2 separate regions of the Mus musculus genome follow, and region 1 is linked to region 2. Evidence: chromatin contacts called from public HiCAR-type data. All regions are on one chromosome and are shown on one strand. The core of a region is the stretch at or near the end of the contact, and the rest is flanking DNA. Distances in the headings are between cores, read along the strand shown.

Region 1 (3,856 bases), core at 809-3,308, 520 kb after region 2:
ATAGTAAACTGTTAAAAGATGAGAGTGAATTTGCTTATCTGAGTTTGGTTTAATAATTATAACCATAAAAACCTAGTTATTAGTCTGGCTTGGTGGTACACAATTAATTCCAGTATTCAGTAGGCTGAGCTCTGCAGGCAGAAAGAACTTTGTGAGTTTGAGTTTGAGATCAGCGAGCTCTGCACAGGAAGTTTCAGACTAGCCAGTGAGACCCTGTTTAGAAATCAATCAATCAAACACACCAAACCAGGAAAACAAAAAGCATCAGAGTTATCGATAGATGACTAGGAAGAAAATGAAAGCAATTACTCTAATCAGTTGTAGCTCAGTAAGTCTGTAAATTAAAATGTAAAATAAAAATGAGGCAGTAGGAAAATGGAGAGGAGAGCTTACCTTAAAACACAGGGTTTAATTCCTCAGTTCTGTGAGTGTTGTTGGGAGGTTGTCCATTGTTTTTTTTTTTGTGTGCTTAAACAATCAGTTTTCAAGGAAGAGGGGCCATGTCTAGATAGAAAGATGGTGAGCTGTCAGAACGAGCAGATTTTTTTCCTCCCTCTTCTGACCTGAGTCCAGAGCTGGGCAGGCTTTTTCTCCTGTCAGTAGGGTTCCCCCAACCCCCATCTGTTTTCAAACTGACCAAACCTAAATGGGGGAAGGAAGACACCCCCCCAAAGACCATTAAAATACTCACCCATCAAGGAGAAACTGGGTTTAGCCTCCCAAGATCCCCTGCAGTAGACCAGATCTTCTTTTTGTGAACTTTGTATTTCCTCACACCTAATTTTTTACTGGCAGATAGATAGATAGATAGATAGATAGATAGATAGATAGATAGATAGATAGATAGATACTGGCAAATAAAGTAGATAGGCAGACAGACAGACAGATAAATCTTCAGATTATTTAGCCTAGATAGAGAGACAGGACTGAAAACAGCATATTCTGTGTCTCAGGGATATTTAAATCCACAATGTCTCCGTTATTCTTTACTCAGTGTCATAAGGCTGACTGTGGAAGCATATTGGATCATGCTGACCACCATGCTGAGGCACCGTGGTATCAGAAGGCCCATGTGTGTCCTGAGCGCATCAGTGAGCCCTTTGCTCCACTCTTTCATTGATGAAAGAAGTAGGAGACAGCTCTTCTTTTCATAGACATTTTGTTTAATTAATGAACAGAAAAAAATATTTTAAAAGTATAGTTAATTTTGTGTGTTGATGCCTAAGTGTCTGCATCATAGGCACGCAGGAGCCTGAAGAGGGCAGAAGTGGAGTCGGACCCCTAGTACTGAGCTGCATGTGGACACAGGGAACCCAACCTAGGTCCTCTGCAAGAACAACTGTTCTTAACCTCTGCCAGCTGTCCTGGCTAGAAACAAATAGTTAAAGGCAACTGCGATCCGTTGAATTAAGTTCCACATGTTTTCTTGTGAACCTATCATATGCTGTGCAAATTCTGTGCCAGAAATAAGCAACGAAATTTAAAGATAGGAGTTTGTATTGTAGTGTAGAAGCAAGGTCAGGGAAAGAATGATTGAACGTGGTGTGGACAGTTTCCACTCATGATCACAACAGTCAGATGGCTCAGTGGTCAAGAGCACCTGTTGCTCTTGAAGAGGACTCTGTACAGTTCCAGTACCTACACGGTGCCTCACAATCATGTGTAACTCCAGTTCTACAAGATTCAGTGTGCTATTTGACCATGGCAGGCACCAGGTTCATATATAGTGTGCATACACTTTTACACAATAAAAAGTAAAATCTATCTGAAAAGAATGACATTAAGAAATAGCCTATGACTAGATGTTCCCTTAGACTCCCCCTTTAAAAATGTTATAAACCTGACTTCAAAGCAACTTACCCACCCATCAGTATGAGCCCCAGCAAACCTTAGAAGAAAGCAAAGCTCACGTGTTCAACAGTATTGGTAATATAATGTCTAACATGCAGTAAGAAAGCTCCTAAACATATTATCAAGTGACGGATTATTACTTAGGGCAGTGAAACAAGTGGCTTAGCCAAAGTGTAAACAGAAATGACAGAGATGATGCAATTAGAATGGAAAATGAAACCTGCCCCAGTGAGTGTAAGAATATTCAGGGACATGACTATCCTGGAATGCTAAATGGGCGGTATAAAAAATAAACATAGGAAACTAATTGGCAAGATCTAGTGCCAGGTTCTGATAAAACATCTAGTCAGCTGAAACTAGAAGGGAATTTCCTCAGCTTAAAGGGAATTTGAGGAAAACTCAAAGCTCATATTAGGCTTGATGGTAGAAGAAGGAAAAGTTGCCTGCCTAAGAGCAAAGTAAGTGTGTCTACACTAGCCAGGTTCACACAGCACAGTGCTGGAGATTGTAGCTAGAAGTCCAGGAAGAAAGCAGCTGGAGGGTACTTGTATGAAAAAGGAAGAAGTAAAAGACTTCATATGTGAAGAAATGGGCTTGTGTTATGGTTCAAGTGTGAAGTGTGTTGATGGCCTGGTCCCCAGCTGCTGATAAGAGATGATTGGATCATGAACTCCGGGTTGCCTGGGCCACGTGGGGAGTGCTTTAAAGGGTGCTTGTCCCCATCTACTACTGTATGTCTACTTCTGGCTTCCATGAGGAAGCTCTGCTCTACCTCACACCCACACCTCAGTATTCTGTCCCCTCTGAGACTTGAGAGCCAGAATAAGCTCCATAGAACTGTTTCTCTTAGGTGTGTGTCCCAGCTGACAGTCTGACCTCTCCCCTATAAAATCCCAAGGAAGCCAAAAAATAAAAGCTCCTGGGGCCAGCAAGCCCAACAGAATTGTGGGGTGAAACAACATGCAAGATGCAATCATGGGGGATCAGGACTTTAAAATACATGTTCTCTCACAGAGGATTCATCTGTAACTCCAGATTCAGGGGATCAGATAACCTCCTCTGACCTCTGCAGGCATACACATACATTCAGGCCAGCACTCACATACACAATAAATAATGATTTAAAAATGTAAAAGAAAATCCATTACAATATAAATACAAAATAAAATACAATGATATCCAAAAGCTAAAATACTTAGGAATGTATTAAATAGAAGTTCAAGATACACATGATAAGAAGTATAGACAACATCATTGAAGGGAATCCAAGAACTAAAGTAAACTTTTGTGGAGTCTGTGATTATAGATTGGAACCCAATACTTTTGAGATGGCCACACTGCCAGATGAAGGAGAAAGAATCAGCAACACCTGTTACCAACATTAGCTAAATGACTGTAAAATAACCAGCACACAGTACTGATATCGGTGAGGAGAGACCCAGACCTCCCAGGTATAAACTTCCATAGATGAGATGTAGTAAAGATACTGTGGTATTGGTCAAAGATGGTCATGTAGATCAATTAGATGTAATTAAAGTCAAGAAACAGTGTCACCCACAGTCAGATGATTTGTGATGAGAATGGTCACATACTTCAGTGGGAAAGAATAGTTTCTTATAGTGTTAACACTGGGCAGTCACATGCAAAATGGTGAATCGAGCATCTGCTGATTCTGCACAAAAAAGTCACTCGTGATGAACCAAAGGCCTAAACATGGGAGCCAGAGACACAGAACACCTAAAACAGAACACAGATATAACTCCATGACCTTGAATTTTAAAGACAGTCAATATTATGATATATGCACGAAGTATAGATAATTTGGACTTCCTCAAGGATGCTGTCTGCAGAGGGAAAAGGCCTGCAAAATGGGAGAAAGCATTTGTAAACATCTGATAAGAGTGGGAACCAGAATATGACAACCCTTACAAACCCTTACTGAAAAATAGCCAGGTTTTAAATGGACAAATATTTAAGCAGATTCACCCCAAAAGATGCAGGAAAG
Region 2 (4,388 bases), core at 891-3,390:
ATGGACCAAGTTAAGACTTGGCATTAAGTAAGCTCACTAGTCCACAAACTCTGCTGCCGTTTATCCTATTTAGTAGTTAGATTCCCGGGCACACACCCATGACGGCCTGTGACGGGCTCTTTCCTTCAGTCCTTCAGACTTTAGCTTTGGTTTCCGCTCTATGTGTCTTCTCCCTCTGAATCTGTGGTAACACAAACATGAGCTTATCTGGGCTCTAACGAAACTCCCGCATGTCCTTGCCTGCAGTTTCATCAGAGAGGGGCTATTTTATAACTACTTCTGAAAGAAAACGCTCTGTTCATTACACAGCCCCCATCTCCACTCACTCCCTGTAGCTGCTCCATTAGTCTCTGGAAATTGCCTTCCGTCTTATTGCTGCCCAAGGCTTCTAAGTGCTTGTTTAGAAACAAATTTTAAATCCAAGCTAAAGTGCAAGATTTATTTGATTTTAAAAAAATTTCTTTGACCATGTGCCAGTCCTTTACCTCAGTTTCTGTGAATAAATGCCCAAACCCTAAGGCTGAAATTTGGGGGGTGGGAGGGTATCGGGCTTTTGTTTGGGCTGAGATGCCACAATCTGCCCCGTGTCTTGTCTGTTACCTTCCTTAAACCGGACTCATCTGGATGACAGGTGGAGCCTGTTTGCTTCTGGATGCGGTGAAGTGCCCTCATTTCATGAAGGCTTTAATGTCCTATTCTATCAACCGTATGTTAGTCTGCTTTCTGTTTTCAGGAAAGTCTAGCAATTTGAAGTAGTTAACACAAGGTGACTGCACTTGACTTAGCTTTGCTGCCCCCAGTCTGATGGCTCTCACGCTGCAGTGTCCGGGAGTGGTTTATTAAAGCCACTTGATGTTCCTCATGTCCCAGTTGGCAGGAGACTGATCCTCCCTCTCTGTGTCTTACTTGTCTTGGCTGTAGTAGTTTATACCACTGGTAACTCTCACACCATGCCATCCACTAGTGTCTATTACAGACAGCAGAGAACCTTCCAGACCACTTCGGTTCCCCTTGTCCTTAGCCAGCTTAAATACTGCACACACTCGGAGTTGCAGAGCGTTTTTGACTCTCTTGCCTTCCTTACCGTGATGTCACTCGTTCGGTTGACTCTCTGGTCCTAAGACCTTTACCCTGCCAACATGGAAGCTACCATGTAGCCCTGACAGAATTTAGTTAGCGACTGGAACATGAGATCCATGTTCTCCTTCACCATTTCAGTGTTGGGTTTAAATAGATGTCATCTCCATGCAGATAATTCACTCTACTGTAATTAGTGGGGTTTGTTATTGCAGAATAAAGTGATCAACTTTTTAACCCTCATATGAAGGAGAACATGTGGTATTCATTCTGGCTCACTTCACTTACCATAGCTCCCTCGGAGTTCTGTTTTGGCGTGTGCCACAAATGAGAAGATCTGATTCTATTTTTAGGACTGAATAATGTTCCTCTGTGTGTGTGTGTGTGTGTGTGTGTGTGTGTGTGTGTGTGGTGTGGTGTGACCATCCCTTGAGTACTTCCAGAAAGGCATCAAACAATGTGCTATCTCATCTTTATAAAATTAGTTTGCCTCTGAATTTCTTGGGTTGTTAGACATTGGGACTCTGTGTTCAAAGAGCAGCAGGGAGCTATGCAAACCTCCCCACAGATTCCTCTGCAGCACTGGATGTGGTAAGCACCCTGGCTGTTCTCCAGTGTCATATGACAGGTCATAGCCAAAGTCAGAGTCCTGGGAGAGTGTCCCAGCCTTTGGGGGACCTCCAAAAAAAGTCTGCAAATTTGACAACATGACCTACACTTCATTTTCTACAGAAAGTCTAAGGTAAACTTCTGAGGCAAGAGCCAAATAATCAGAGCAGAGGCTACAGCTGCACAGGCCACACCCTGCTCACTGGTTCTAGACAGAAGCATCCTAGCGCTGGCCTGTGCTCTGAGGTTTCACAGCTTAAATAGGCATTACTGATGACTACAGCTAGTGTGTTATCCAGGGATACACATACCAATTTAGCAGAGAATGCTGGCAGGCCTCGAGATGTCTCCGGGATTATATTTCCTATATTTTATTGAATCAGTCTGAAGGCCCTTGGTCAGAGGCAGAGCACTGGTTGGTGTTAACGTTGATGATCATCCAAGTGAATGACCACATCAGGAGTCTATTGCGCAATGTGGTATGGGTTTCACTCCACTTATGAACAAAAGAATCCTAACAACATCCTAACAGCTGTACCAGCCTGCCGCCTGGGATACATATTACATCAGGGAGGAATGAGAGTCCCCTTGTCAGCATGAGGGCTTCCGTGTACCACTTGTTGGCATAGATGGGAGATGACATAAGAACAGAGACAGTTGTCAAATCCTGACACGAGGAAAATTCCATTCGGTGAGCATGCAGGCCATCAGAGAAGAACCTTTACTGAGGCTAAAGCAGTCATCACAAGTAAATCATGGCTGAAGACTGTGGAAGCAGGAGGGCTGCCTCTGAGTAGAGGATCCCAGAAATGGTTCTTGCTCAGCACCCAGAAGTCAGCTAGTGGGAACTGCAGCAGCACAACAGGTGGGACAGAAACACGGACAAAGGCCCAACTTATGGAGACGCAGGGAGCCAGGCTGGAACAGGCCTGCACACAGCTGTTAAGGCTCTGTGGAAATGCGCTGTGGAGAGTGGAAATCAGGAATATAAGGTGGAGATTTTTCCCAGCCTGTCAATGTTTCACTCAAAAGGACATTTCAATTCCAGTGGAAGGTTTGACTACACCCATGGCTACACATGGCCCATGCTTCTCACCCACCACATGGGCTGCCACCAGCTCTCTACCTATTTCTGTTGTGCTGGCTTTCTAATATCTTGATGTTTCTTTTAAATTTTTCATAGTTGAGTATTCTTAATCTCAAATCCATCATTACATTCATCTCACTACATTTTATTACTATTTGAGCAGTTTGGGGGATTGTCTGTGAGTCCAACCTTCACACGAGTGTATGAACAGCAGCAACCCCACCACCACCACCACCCTGACTCCATGTAGCCCCTGTGGGTAGTGAGACACACACAAGTGTGTCAGCCCATGAGTCATGCATCTGTTTTCCAAGATTCACAAGAGCATCAGTAAATTTCTTTTGTAAAAAAAAAAAAAAAAAAAAGCAATATATTGTTAGCCCTCTCCAAATTCCTGCTGTAACTAGAGACTTCGATGCATGCGTATGTACAATGCTGCTTTTCTGGTATCAAAGCCGCACTGTTCCATGTGAGCATTATTTCATAGTCCTCCTCACTGCACTTTTCTTATCCACACAGATATCACATAAGGACCCCTGAGTGACTATTTACAAGTATTTCGTAAATGAAAGTGGTGTGTCACATAGCATTTAAAGGGGGATGCAAGAAATGACATGACATATATTCCTTTATCATCGTAAGTTTCCCTATTCAAAGAGCCTGGGGGGCTGTGCCACTCCAGAGCTGAGGGCATCAGAGGTTTCAAAGTGGGGATGGAACAGATTGCGAGCAGAGACCGGCAATGGGAATAAAGCTAAGAAAAAATTAAACAGCAGGATGGGTAAAGATGACTTTAGGAAAGTCATCTATGTTAGATGACCAAGATTTTGTAGTTAGATTTGTTTGGTTTTTGTTGTGATCAAGTTTATTTTGCTTTCCATTTTGTGATTTCTTCAGGAGATTTCTTGTAGACTTTCTTTTTTAAAGTTTAAAAATAATCTAGGAAGCAGAGCACTGAGGGTTTGCAGCTGAGCAGCAGGAGCCTGGGTCTCTGCAGCTCCTTCGCTCCTCAGTGAGCATTTCCTGTAAGCCGAACACAAGCCACAGTGGCCCTCTGTCTTATGCTGCTGGGAACACTGCCTCAGAAGGTGCTGGGCCAGGTTTGCTCTGCTCTCTCTGCGTGGTACTGTGGACTTCAGAAGGTAAGATAGAAAAGAGTGAACCTAGGGCCTTGAAGGAGCTCTCTCGATGGCTCAGCCTCTTCTCTGCTCGTTCTGGGGTAGCTTCTGGGCCAAGGCTTCCTTAATCCCAGCTCTGGATTTAATGAAATGAATGCTTTGTAATTTCAGCTACATTGTAGCAATTCCTTTTCATCACAGTCTGACTGGGTTTATTCTGCAGTAACTTCAGTAAGTGCTAATTACTATGTAACCAACTGAATCTACAAGACAAGCCTTCATTTTACTGCAAAACCTGCCACCTTCATGTTGCCCAAAGCCGACGTCTCCAGCAGCACATAAGCAATGGCTAGGATGTCATAGGACCTTGATAGATATTTAGCCGTGGATGTACAAGTGAACAGACGAAGGGGTTTTAGTGAAACTGAATTCATTCCCTGAATTATGAATACGTAGAGACAGCTATAACCAGGATAAATTCTTTTTGCTCCTTACAT

Evidence for each region. HiCAR-type assays count read pairs that join an accessible place to other places.
Region 1: a contact with region 2 is called in a HiCAR-type map of fibro-adipogenic progenitors, with 6 times the contacts expected there. The contact joins two enhancer-like sites. A contact is called at or near these places in 1 of 484 Hi-C or Micro-C datasets (embryonic stem cells) and 2 of 115 datasets of contacts at active chromatin or transcription factors (embryonic stem cells and fibro-adipogenic progenitors).

What each region holds. Positions count from the first base shown.
Region 1 is chr19:58,531,178-58,535,033 of GRCm38.p6, forward strand. All of the region lies in intron 5 of Ccdc172 (coiled-coil domain containing 172), which reads left to right. Among named protein-coding and RNA genes, the nearest start is that of Ccdc172, 21 kb to the left of the region's middle. Within about 2 kb of position 2,059, at least 14 of the 459 cell types and tissues checked have an H3K27ac peak or open chromatin away from gene starts, as enhancers often do. A contact at or near this core is called in fibro-adipogenic progenitors, where this site is marked.
Region 2 is chr19:58,015,076-58,019,463 of GRCm38.p6, forward strand. The region is part of intron 27 of Atrnl1 (attractin like 1); the gene reads left to right. It overlaps Gm32980 (a long non-coding RNA gene), which reads right to left. Exons shown (of 6, transcript XR_003952872.1): 6 at 1-4,388. Among named protein-coding and RNA genes, the nearest start is that of Gm32980, 26 kb to the right of the region's middle. Within about 2 kb of position 2,141, at least 59 of the 459 cell types and tissues checked have an H3K27ac peak or open chromatin away from gene starts, as enhancers often do. A contact at or near this core is called in fibro-adipogenic progenitors, where this site is marked.